Regions from separate parts of the Mus musculus genome. Here all the other regions are linked to region 3. A link is a contact called in public HiChIP or PLAC-seq data. All regions are on one chromosome and are shown on one strand. The core of a region is the stretch at or near the end of the contact, and the rest is flanking DNA. Distances in the headings are between cores, read along the strand shown. Region 1 overlaps Gm33485 (a long non-coding RNA gene). Region 2 holds the start of A730020M07Rik (RIKEN cDNA A730020M07 gene). Region 3 holds the start of Abcd3 (ATP-binding cassette, sub-family D (ALD), member 3).

Region 1 (4,399 bases), core at 740-3,239, 230 kb after region 3:
TCACAGGGACAGGAGTGTGAGGCAGTGACATCATGGGGACAGGAGTGTGAGACGGTGACACCACAGGGACAGGAGTATGAGGCAGTGTCATCACAGGGACAGGAGTGGGAGGTGGTGACATCACAGGGACAGGAGTGTGAGGCGGTGACATCACAGGGACAGGAGTGGGAGGTAGTGACATCACAGGGGCAGGAGTGTGAGGCAGTGACATCATGGGGACAGGAGTGTGAGGCAGTGACATCACAGGGACAGGAGTGTGAGGTGATGACATCACAGGGACAGGAGTGTGAGGTGGTGACATCACAGGGACAGGAGTGTGAGGCAGTGACATCACAGGGACAAGAGTGGGAGGTAACAGAGAAAGATGAGTGCTGCTGTTCACCTCTCTTTATTCAGTCTGCGATCCCCACCCAGCTCATGGGACAGAGCTGTCTTACAGTCAGGGTGGGTCTCCCTCCCTAAGTCCTTTCAGAAACAACCTCTGAGACACACCTGAGGTGTCTCTCCACAGCATCCTAAACCTTGTCAAGATGACCATGACAATTAATCACTACACCGGCTCTTAGACACTTTTTAAGATTTAAAGCTATAATGAGCCTTATTATTCTCTTACAGTCACTACTAGCAACACAGTTTTAATTCATCTTAGTTGTAAAGCATCACAGCAACCATCGCCACTCAGAGGGCTGGAGAGATGGCACAGCCCATAAAGGACTTGCTGCTGGTCCAGAGGACCCAGGTTCAGCTCACAGCACCCACACAAGCATATGTAACTCCAGTTTCAGACGATCTGGCACCCTCACCAGGCCTCTGTGGATAGACACTAGGCTCACATGGTTTACAGGCACATGCAGGCAAAACGCCCATACAAATATTCGTTTAAAAGCGTCACTCAGCCTGGCAATAGCCTGATAGCCAGTAAAAACTCTCCGTTGGAAAGGTCTGAAACAGGGCTGTGATACCTCGGAGCTGGTAGGATTTATCAGGCAGAGCAGGGAAGGCTGTGTTTTTATGGCCTGTCGGGAGTGCTCAGACCTATATATCCATTCATTTCTTCAGTCAGTTGACAAGCGCTGTGAATCTACCAGAACAGGACTAATGCAGAAGAGAAAGAGGAGAGGAAGCCTCAGCCTCCGGTTTCAAGGAGCCCTCCTCCAGGTGGGGAGACACTCACGTGATTACTCCAGCTATGACGCACACTTTGGTATCCCCGGTAGTACAGTTGCTGGGAGTGGGGACCCAGGGACACAACAACTCTGAAATGAGTTGTGGAAAGTGCACTTGTAGAGGGCTTCCCAGAGGAAGCTTCATTGGCTCTGGGTCCCAGATGGAAAGCAGATCCTAGCCCAGCCAACAATGTCTGCAATCGCAGTGCTTGGGTGGACGAGGCAGGGGGTAGGAGGGGATCCTGAGTTTGAGGCCATCTTAGGCTAGTTACAGAATTGAGGTCAGCCTCAACCATGACACAAGATCCGGTCCCGAAACCAACTAAAGAAAGAACAAAGGAAAGGCGTAGGGGGACCGACAGATCTGCATTGTTGGGTCTGCTGAGCAAGCTCAACCTTGCAGAGACATCATTTTGAAGTTCCTAAAACAGAGGATATGATTGGCCTACCCTGGATCAAGTGTTCACACGGGTCCAATCGAGTGCAGTTTTGGGGAACTGGGGGGGGGGGGGATAGTGGCTACAGTCTCCTCTCAAAGTGGCGCTAAACCGACCAGCTGCCTTGACCATGTACTGATTTTGTGATTCCAGGTTCTCAGAATTTGTGTTTTATTTCAAATTCCCTTCTCCAGGGACAAAACGCAGGCCTGAGTGGTCCTTTTAAGCCTGTCCCTGTTGGAAAGAGCACGGGAGTGACTTGGTCACATGGTTCAGTCCCCAGGCCCACTCCTCTCGCCTCCCTCCTCCACGGAGCCACACTGCCCAAGTGTGCCTCAGAGGCAGTTGAGCAAATCCAGATGGTAGAAAGCCCCATTCCCAGGAGGGCCCGACAGCTGCTGAAGGATATTGCCTTGGAGGGAGCCTTGTTTTGTCATCAGTGAGTAACTGGAGGCGGACTGTGGTTCAGGTTTCCATCCAAATGTGGGGGAAGAAGGGAAGGGGGAGGGGAGCTGACTAGAGAAATGCAGATGCTGGAGAAGTAGCCATGTGTTGTGCCCTGCCACATAGTTACCTTGTTGTTAGACAGGCCCTCCCACGCACGCAGACCATCTCCCTAAATGGACATTTCTTCACCCACCGCTTTAACTTGTGATAGAAGGAACTTAGCTCGGCCACAAGAGATTTGTTTCCCGCTCCAAAGTCACACTCCTCTCTGGGTGTGGGGCATGGGTCTTAACATAACTCCATCTAACCACAAGGACTTGAGGATGGGGGAGGCAATATTCCTTCCTCGCCAAGTTTTCTCTCCTTATCTCTCCTTCACATATCCCACCCCGGCCCACAGCTTCTGCAATGTTCTGTCCCTCACCCTCCCTGTAATTTATGGACGTGCTTTGCCTGGAAGAGCCAAAAAGCTAAGGAGGTTATATTGTCGTGCCAAGACACAGGACTTACTTGAGCCTCAAGAAGACCCCAAGCCCTGGTTCTGACAACCTCTACTCTTGTAACCTCAGTCAAATGACTGCCTTTTCTTCCAGGTTCTCTTCCTACTCTCCCATGGCTCTGTCTGTGCCTGTATCTCCGAGCATAACCTTTAATCAGATCTGCTAACCATGTCCCAAGCTGCGCTATTATCAAACTAGACACATAGCCAATATCCTCCAAATATTAAAATCTAACATCGGACTGTGAAATTAGAACAATTATACCAAACTGTAAATACCAAGTGAGGCATTTCACACGATTTGTAAAATAAAGAGTAAAAAGATTACTATAGTGTACTATAAAGGGTAAAAAGAATAAAAAATAAATAAATAAAATTTCAAAGTTGCAATCATGCTATTATAGTTTTGTTGCTTTTTAGAAATATGTGGTTCTGTTAAATGGAAAGGTTTGGAGTAAAGGGTTTTGTGGGGGGGAACTCAGCAGGGTTTCACAAATCACCAGACCTAGTCTGCTTCTCCTCATGGCGCTTTTTCTCCTTGTTTTATGCTTGATAGGTTTGTTGCCGGGGATAAGGGCTTTAAATCAGGGCTGCTCAATTTCTACACCACTGGCACTTTGGCAAGCGAATACCCAGAAGCACTTATGCATATGTACTAGTGACATTTGGAAGCCGGAGAAGCCTTTGTTTGGGGAGGAACATAGTAAAACACCCAGCAGTGTCCCTTGCCCTCTGCCCATCAGCTGCCAATAGCACCCTCCCCTGGGACGGAACAGCTGGAACGTCCGACATACTTTTTTCTCTTGCATCCTTGTTCTGAACGTTCTTGGTAATTTAACTGTATGGGCCTGGGTCCCTTAAGCGTTGCACTCAGTCCTGTCCAGAGATGGGTTTTGCTGACTTGGGTTTGAAGTACATGCTCTGTGAATGCTCTGTCATTGACCTGCAGCCTCAGCCCATGAGGTGACAGGTTAGCTACTACAAGACAATAATGGGGCATTGTGGGGTGCTCTGCATGTAGGTGTTGTATTTCCATCTAGTTAAAGTATCTTTCTTAATTATCTATCTATCTATGGTAAGAACTTTCAAAATCCTCTCCTCTAGTTTTTTTTGTTTGTTTGTTTTGTTTTGTTTTGTTTTAATGGATGGATCATTATTAAATATAGTCACCCTATTGTACAATAAATAACACACCAGAATTCCGTGGTCCCCTCCCACCTTCATGCCCACTGACTGGCTTTCCCCACCCTTTCCCCCCACTGACCCAGGCCTCTGGCTGTCACCATTCCACTGTCAACTTCTGTGAGATAGTTCTGTGTGTGAGAGTCTGGTTTGGTTTTTTCTATGATTTCACATATGATAGAGAACATGTGGGATTTGTCTTTCTGTAACAGATTATTTAGCTCAGTGTTCTCCAATTCCATCTATATTTATTGCAGATACCACTATTTTATCCTTTCTGTGGCTGAAGGATGTCCCGCGGTGTATATATATGTACCATGTTTTTTTGTTATCCATTCATTAGCTACTGGACACTTTTGGCTGCTTCCTTTTCTTCTTGCTATGATGCAGTAAACATAGAAGATGTCTATTCAACACACTGCCTAGTTTCCTTCAGATGTATAAAGAGAACAGTGGAGTTGCTGGGGAATACAGTAATTTTATTTTTATTTGCCTATTTCTCAGGATCTGTAATATCATTTTCATCTCTGTATTAATTTACACACACACACGGTTTTGTGCAGTTTGCGAGGATTCCCATGTCACCACCTCCTGCCAGCACCAACTTTCCTGTGTCTTTTGGGTGGTTATCATTCTTGCTTGGGAGGGACAATACCTCATTGTGGTTT
Region 2 (4,329 bases), core at 151-2,650, 170 kb after region 3:
CTCAGAGTTTGGAAGACTGGAAATCCTAGGACAAGCAGTTCTATGTGTTTGCCTCTGGGGAGGGCCTTCTGGCTAAGTCATTCAGTGATAAGTGACACCTCTGGTTAGAAGAGTGTGTGGGAGCAGCAGTAGTAGTGTGTGCAGAGAGGATCAAGCCATGAGAGAAGCCGTGAGAGCTCACATGGGGTTCACACTCGCCTCTGCACAGCAAGTCACTCTTGTTGAAGATTCTCTGCTTCCTCTAGTTCTAATCCTCTACGCCCCACTTCCTGAATACCTACCACTTTTCAGTATGGTTGCACTGGATGGGAGGTTTTGGGAGACACTATCCCATCCAAAGCCAGGATTCATCGCTGTGCCCCCAGGCCTGTTGTCTTTATTTGCTTTGCAACAATTAATAATAAATGTCAAAGAAAGGCAAGCAGTCTGTTTAAGTACCCTTCTCATCTCTGTGGCAAAACACTGCCTGAAACATCTTAAAGGAGTCAGGCTTTATTTTCCATCACATTCACAGAAGGTTCTCATGAGTGGTGCTTCTAGACAGTAGGGAGGCAAAGCATCCTGGCAGTGTGAACAACTGGCATGGTCTGTTCCCTTTAAGATACAGAGGATGTGGCCAGAAACTAGGCACAGCCCTCAACCCTTAAAGATGTTAGGGCTCCAGCTCTTCCTACCAGGCCAACTTTTATGGCCACAAGCTGGTGAAAGGGCCTTTGTAGCTGATCTTCCACTATTGGATGAGTGGTGGGGGACTCTCTGGTGTGTCTTCTGGGAGTCCCCAGGATCAGACAAAATCCCCACCTCTGTCACAAGGTCTGTAAACATCCTCATACTTGGATAGCAAAGCGCTGGCATGGTTAGCCTGCTTAATCACTACCCCACCCCTCCGAGGAGAAGGATGATTTCAGCCACTTGAGGAGGGAGAAACAGCCGTGACCTTCCTGCAAGGCTGATGATAACTCACTCCTTATAAGGAGAGGACAAACAAGGGCCCACGCTCAGGGCTCAGGAATGCACCTCTGTGTGTGTTCTTCCCAACTGCGCCCAGTAATTGGACTTTACACCTGAGGGCAGTCTTTTCTGTGGGCAGGAGGATGGGGGACATCCTCCCTTCCCACTGAGGAAGGCAGTAGTGATTACAGGGGGTAATCACAGCCATAAAGAGCCTGAATCAGCACCCCAGTTACACTGAACTTGATGGGAGGACTAAGAAACAAGCTCCCTGTTCACTGTAACGCCGACTTCACAATGATTTACTTATTATTTGACCAAAACAAAGTCAACATACACAGGACCAAAGTCAAACTGAGTTATTAACCACCAGTGACTTTAGCTATTATTCATACGTATGCTCCAGCAGGCATGCACTTAGGGCCAGTTAATATTTCTACTAACTCAGTAACTAAACCATTACGAGAGGCAAGTATTGAAGCTCAGGAAAAAAGGCCATTTTCCTGAGTTCTCTCAGCTGGTAAGTAAGAAACAGCTATGAATCCAACTCTCTCTGACTCCATAACCATCAGAAGCCCCCCAGAGGAGCTACAAACCCCCTAAAGCTCCCAGGAGACCAGGGGCCCCTGGGCTGTGCAGTATGAAGGTTGAGTTTAGCCTCTCCAGTGTGCTTCATGAGGAATTCCCAGAACTTAGGGACCAAATGGTGGGGTGTGTGTGTGTGTGTGTGTGTGTGTGTGTGTGTGTGTGAAGTTTACTTGCAGATATGTGCATATGCATGTATAGGCTGGAGGACAACATTGCCTGTTGTTTCTCAAGACTCACCCACATGTCCCTCAGTGGTGAGTAGGATAGGCTGGCTGGACAAGGAGCCCGGGTGTCTTGCCTGCCGCTGCCTCCCAGAACTGGGATCACAAACGCACAATGCCTCTTTTGGCTTTCATTTTTTTCAAAAGCAGGTTTTGGAAAGTGTCAGGGAATGCTTCTTTACCGCCTTAGCTATGACCCAGCCCTGTATTCCCTGCTAAACTGCCCTCCCTCTAATCACTCTGAAAAATACAGAACCAGAAAGCCAATCGCTGTAGGTTTCTTCTTCACTCAACACTGCAGAGCCCAGCTGCGGGGCCGTCCGAGGTCTTTATGTGAAATGCATCATGTCTCAGCCTCCTTGCGGAGTTGGCCTGCCAGCCTGTCCTCTGGCTGTTCTCACAAGCCACCCATGTTGCACCCTTTGGCTGCCCTCTCCCTATATTCAGTGCATAGTTGTCCAGAAAGTCTGCCCTGCCGTGACCCCCATTCTCTATTCATTGTGAACTTATTGCATATGCGAGACACAGTGCTGAGCTCCTGGGGTCAAGATCTCTGCCCTCTTGGGCAGATGCTCAGGACTGGAGAGAAAATAGCTACTGGTTTATACAATCAATCACTTTGCTGTGATTATATAAGCCCTTTAGAAATTTCAAAATTGCTAAGAGTGTGTCTGATGGAAACAGGGATGCGGGGCCTGCTCAAGGCTAGGATTGAGGAGATGTCTTCTTGGGGAAGAAGAGAAGATAGCCAAGGCTGAGAGAGGGGGAGGGAGAGGAAGGGGGAGGGGGAGGGGAGGGGGAGGGAGAGGAGAGGGAGAGGGAGAGGGAGAGGGAGGTGGCAGAACAAAGTCAAGAGGTCATCAGGAAGGGCCTCTGTGGAGCCACCTTCAGAATTCTACAAACGAGGAGCTTACACTGAAGGGTTTAAGTGGTGAATTGTACAAGTGCAGAAACAGAAGCAATGAATGATGCATGTGCCAATGGATTCTAAATGGTGCTGAGAATTAGCGAGGAGCTACCTATGGGGGCCTTTGGTCTCTCTCTGAAATAAGCTAAGTTGGCAGTAACTGGAAGGTGGGATTTGGGGAGACTCTCATATACGCTGGACTTGAATTCAGTATGGAGCCTAGAATGACCTTGAAGTTCTCAAATTCTCAAATTCCCCTGCCTCAATTTCTGAGGTGCTGAGATGACATACATGAGTCACCAGGCCCATTTATGGGGTGCTGGGGCTCAAACCCCAGCACCGTGTGCACTCCAGGTAAACACTCTACCAACTGAACTGCATTTCTAGGCCCAAAGATCAACTATTAAAAAGGCTACAGGAAGGTTTGTTTTTGAAGATTGGTCTGGTAATTCTGCCTGTCACCGCTACTAGAAGTCTGAAGCTAGAATTCTGGCATTGTTACTCCACACGAGTAGCCCACTCAGGCCTGCTCAGAGAGGAAGATCTGGATACCCTGTTAGGGCCAGCTGTGGGAAGGATGGCACTAGAGAACATGGTGTCAGGATCCCAGTAATGGATGCTATTGTCCAGGTTGCCCCCGTGAGCTGCTCTCTAAGCTTACAGAAGGCCGAAGACGTTCCAGATGTTCTCCTTGGAGTCTGCCACGGTAGGCCACCAACACTGAGTTCTTTGGTCCATCCCACATGAGCAAGAAGGAACTGCATGTATGGTCTGCAGGATTTCTCTGATCCTAACACTAGGGCTTAGTCACTCCAAAGGAATCTGTGGGTGACTTGTTCTGTGCTCCCAGGTGAGGCTGACAGACATGGTCTGTGGCCATGACTCTGGGCTAGTAGGGAACTTGAGGAGAAATGGGAAGAAGAGGGAGAGAGAAATGTACAAGAACTTTGATGAGCCTAATGGTGGAAGACAAAGAAAAAACCAGTAGCTTGTAACTGAGGCATGATGGTGCCCAAGATGGTTCTGCTTTTAAAAACTCAGTTGGCTTTGCCTTGAGATACACACACACATGCATAAACATACACATATACACACACACATGCATAAACATACACATATACACCTGTGGGAAATACACATTAACACACATGCATACACATACACAAATGTATAAACATACACATATACACCTGTAGGCAATACATATAACACATGTACATTAACACACATACATATAAAAACACACATACACACATGCATACATGTATACACACATATACCTGTGAACAATACACACATTTATACACTACACACATACATTTGCACACACACAACCTCCATACAGTTTCTTAGTTAAGAGAATGATAACATTTCCTTGTAATTGAACTTTTCATTAGCATAGGTCATCAGAGTTTTCCACAGAGCTCACACCCACTAAAAGTCCCTGCCAGAGCTCGTTGTGAGATTTATCGGCAGTCATATCACTACTGCTATGTGCTGGAAAAAAAACTGGAAAGAAGTGAAGAAATGTTATTAAAATTGAAATTAATCAAAAAGCTAAGACAGAATTGAAAATCAACCAGATGCCGAAGCTGCTTCTCAGCTGGAAATGAATTAGTGAAAGGCCAGACTCCTGTGGGTGCGATGTCCTTGATGCCCTTG
Region 3 (3,873 bases), core at 633-3,132:
TTCCTTCCTTCCTTCCTTCCTTCCTCTTCCTGCCCCTTAGACTCTTCTATGCTTCTTGAGTAAGGGTATTTTGTAGAATATTTTGTCAGTGAATTATTCTTGCCTTTTTTTTCCTGAATGCTTTGAAATCTATTTTCTTTCTTTCTTTCCTTTTCTCTCTCTCTCTTTCTTTCTCTCTTTTCTTCCTTCCTTCCTTTCTCTTTCTTTTCTTTTCCTTTTTAAGATTTATTTATTTTATGTATATGAGTGCACTGTAGCTGTCTTCAGAAACCTGAAGAGGGCATCAGATCCCATTACAGATGGTTGTGAGCCACCACGGAGTTGCTGGGAATTGAACTCAGGACCTCTGGAAGAGCAGTCAGTGCTTTTAACTGCTGAGCCATCTCTCCAGCCCGAAATCTATTATCCTACAGATGATGTTTTCAATCAGTTTTAGGAACTCTCCTTTCATTATTACAAACTCTTCTCCCCCAAGTTTCCAATGCTTTTATACTGCGCTGCAACTCACTAGTGAAACAATGCCTACCCAAGTCCTCCCACCTGCTAGCAGACTCCTTTGGCCTTAGGGTGTAGCTTTGACGTCATCCTATTTGTCAAGTGTTAAGGAAAAGTTCTAGGAAAATTCTAAATTCTCTTATTGGTATTCTCATAGCACTTAGTTCACTTCTCTAAGCTGACACTTAAACTCATCCATATTTTTCTTCATGTTTTTCTTCTGCACCAGCCTCTGGAGAATAAGGGATTGATTGTTCATACTTGTATTCTCTGTGCCAGGCATACCTAATTACCTAAGTGATTCCCAGGGTAATGGGAAAACACACAAACGGCATATGGAGGATTTGGTACAGGCTCTACTTCTGCGTAACTTAGACTTTTGACGATTGTTGAGCACCTGCACACAGCACACACCACGGTGTGTGGTCTTTGCCATTCTCATAACCATTTAACCATTCACACAGAGAAAACACCTAGGCATCACTGTTTCATTGGTTCCTTTTATGCGTAGGCAACATTTATATATTTTGTGAGGTTTTAGAAGCTTCCTTTCTGACACTTGCTTCTCGACAGTTTCTTAAACTGAAAACAGCCATTCATTAAGTTATTGTGCATGCGCTAGACTAAACGCTAGGGATAACACTTTCTGCATGATAGGGGTGGGACAGGAGAAGAATGCTGTAATCTGTAAAGTTCGTCTGCTTCTGGGAGTAAGGCCAGCATTAATACAACGCACGATTGTTATTTCTGAATGTCCCTTTGCAAAGAACAGAGTTTCTCAAACTTTCTTTGACCAGACCTAACATAAAGAAATACATTTTTTTATCGCCATCCTTGTACATATCTACCAAAAAAGAGTAATTGTTTCTTAAAACTCCTTTTTGTCACGCACTCTGAGCTTTTTCCCACTACATTATTTTTATAAAAAAATTAACAGAGTGGTGGACCCGTCCTCCCAAACCGATTTTACAGAACTAGAGACCTAATCCACGGCGACTTGAAATAAGATTATCTGATTGTAGTCTTTCTTTTCCAGGTCTCCCTTCACTCCTTAAGTTGCAAATATTGACCTTTTTAGTGATGGGGCCGTTCCCCTCCTCCCCCGGCTTCTTTAAGAGGGTGGTACCGACCCATCCAGGGGGTGGCGGAGGGGCAGGGCCCACGGAGTCCGTGGCGCAGGCCCGGCCCGCTCTTCCAGTTCTTGTGAAAGAAAGCTAGGGTGTGTGCAAGCAGAGATCGCAAGGCCGAAGCGTGGGCTGCTGGAGACCGGCGCGGAGGACTAGCGTTGTCTGCCCGCCGCGTTTCCGGCCGAGTCCGCGGGGGTCCGCGCGTGCGCAGAGCGTCCCCCCGGGGAACGACCCTTTCGATCGCCCCGCGCCCGCGCGCGCGCCCGGGAAGCCAAAGTCCACGGTGGGCTCGGCGCGGCGGCGCGCGCCAGGGGGCGTTCCCGCGCGGCCGGCCCCGCCCTCTCTCGGCGCCGAGCTATCCTCCCAGTTTCCCCCGCGGTTCCTGCACTGAGGTTGTCGCCGGCGCGTCCCCTATCCCGCGGCTCGCTCGCCCTGCCGGTGCCATGGCGGCCTTCAGCAAGTACTTGACGGCACGGAACACCTCGCTGGCGGGGGCCGCGTTCCTGCTGCTCTGCCTACTCCATAAGCGGCGTCGCGCCCTCGGCCTGCACGGGTGAGGCTCGCGGCCGCGCCGCCTTCCCCGGGCCCGAGCGGGGAGCTCCGGGCGCGCGCCTTGCCCTTCTCTCCCAGGTCCCGAGCTGCGCGGGTGCCCGCGGAACCGGGCCAGCGGTCCCGGAGCCCTGCGGCCCTCAGCCTGGCGGCCGCCGCGCAATCTCAACACCACGGGAGGGAGGAGGACACGCCGCGTCCCTGCGCCCCCGCGCCCCCTCACCATCTCCCCGTGCATGTCAACTTTATGGGTGCATTCTGGTTTTGCCATCTCATCGCCACTGAACGCTAAGGTTTGCGTTCGTTCGGGATGGGCATTTTACTCGCCAGCTCGACTCCGGAGTAGTGGCGGTGGATAGTAGCCAGGGGCGTTCCTGGGGTTTTCTGGGTCCAGTGGGCACGATTTTCTTCTAAAGCGGTGCCCTCTTTTTCCGGAATTGGTCAGTGAATGCCCTCATTTGGAAAGGTTGAATTGGCTCAGCGGTGTGTGGAGGACAAAGTTTCCTCCGTCGACTTTATAGGTGAAAGGTGAAAGTGTGTTTTAGGTGAAGATCACTTGTTAATTACACCATACAGCTACCTGCCTGGAGAGAATGTTAAAGTTTACTTTGAACTTTTGGGAGATTAGGAAAGAAGGGAGAATTGAGTTCTGGGGGTGGGATTACAGGCACAATTTTAACTTCTTGTCGCCCATTTGATTTCAGCGAGCGACAAAGAAAAGGTTACTTCCTAACTAAGCATTCTTACTAGTGTTTGGATATTTAGTGTCCAATCTTAGAATAATGCTTTCATGCATTTTATTTCATCAACCCTCTGGGTAGGTACTATTTATTGTCTCCTGCTTTTGGTTTGCTCGGACTATCTTATTATTAGAATTTGGCCTAAAATACTAGCAGAGAGCTCCATGTATCCTTTCATGAAGTATTTTCTGTCTTATCTACTTTGACTTGCTCATTGGCTGCAGCATTGGCCCTTCTCTTCCTAAATCAGCTTTACAAAATAATGATATGCCTCTCCTTCACATACTATTCGTCCTTTTTAAGGGTTCTTGGAGGGGGACGATTAATTTGAAATATTTTTCTATTAGATCGTGCCCTTTCTGAACTCTCATTTGGGATTAGAAGTTATCAGTTACTTGGAATGTGCCGATAGAACATAGTAAATGCTTTACATTTAATTACTTGAATTAGTCTTTGTAGGGAAGCGTTTCAGCGCCTAGAGTAGGTATTTTAGTAGTGAGGGAACTTGACTGCTAACAACTCTGACTGATTTAAAAGCAGTTCTCAAGCCGGGCATGGTGGCGCACGCCTTTAATCCCAGCACTCGGGAGGCAGAGGCAGGCGGATTTCTGAGTTCGAGGCCAGCCTGGTCTACAGAGTGAGTTCCAGGACAGCCAGGGCTACACAGAGAAACCCTGTCTCGAAAAAAAAAAAAAAGAAGAAAAAGCAGTTCTCTTTACTGGGACACTGTATACATACAGAAAACAATATGCAGCATAAATGTCAGGTTTGCAGGTAAAAGACACCTGTGTAATCAGTGCCCAGATCAAACAGCAGACTGTTATCAGCACCCAGAAAACCCCTATGTCCCTCTCCAGTCACAGTCCAAGCCAACAGCTCTACTGGGAAATAATAGCAATAGAGGTGACATGGTATAACACAGTTTATCTTCCTAAATAATTGAAGCTGTTCATCTGCCATTC

The links. HiChIP or PLAC-seq counts read pairs in DNA pulled down with a chosen protein or histone mark.
Region 1: an H3K27ac HiChIP or PLAC-seq map of embryonic stem cells shows a contact between it and region 3, with 6 read pairs. The contact joins the enhancer-like site here to the promoter of Abcd3 in region 3. A contact is called at or near these places in 4 of 39 promoter capture datasets (the C10 cell line, the HPC-7 cell line, HPC-7-derived erythroid cells and 2 more), 1 of 15 datasets of contacts at CTCF or cohesin (the NIH/3T3 cell line), 2 of 484 Hi-C or Micro-C datasets (embryonic stem cells and nephron progenitors) and 4 of 115 datasets of contacts at active chromatin or transcription factors (embryonic stem cells, large pre-B cells and pancreatic cancer cells).
Region 2: a FOXA1 HiChIP or PLAC-seq map of pancreatic cancer cells shows a contact between it and region 3. The contact joins the promoter of A730020M07Rik here to the promoter of Abcd3 in region 3. A contact is called at or near these places in 2 of 115 datasets of contacts at active chromatin or transcription factors (bone marrow-derived macrophages and pancreatic cancer cells).

Annotation. Positions count from the first base shown.
Region 1 is chr3:121,586,906-121,591,304 of GRCm38.p6, reverse strand. All of the region lies in intron 3 of Gm33485 (a long non-coding RNA gene), which reads left to right. Among named protein-coding and RNA genes, the nearest start is that of Gm33708, 3.8 kb to the left of the region's middle. Within about 2 kb of position 1,989, at least 96 of the 459 cell types and tissues checked have an H3K27ac peak or open chromatin away from gene starts, as enhancers often do. A contact at or near this core is called in the NIH/3T3 cell line, embryonic stem cells and nephron progenitors, where this site is marked.
Region 2 is chr3:121,643,524-121,647,852 of GRCm38.p6, reverse strand. A730020M07Rik (RIKEN cDNA A730020M07 gene) reads left to right here and starts at 1,400. Exons shown (of 3, transcript NR_036458.1): 1 at 1,400-1,471.
Region 3 is chr3:121,813,311-121,817,183 of GRCm38.p6, reverse strand. It overlaps Abcd3 (ATP-binding cassette, sub-family D (ALD), member 3), which reads left to right and starts at 1,882. Exons shown (of 23, transcript NM_008991.3): 1 at 1,882-2,175. The coding sequence starts at 2,066.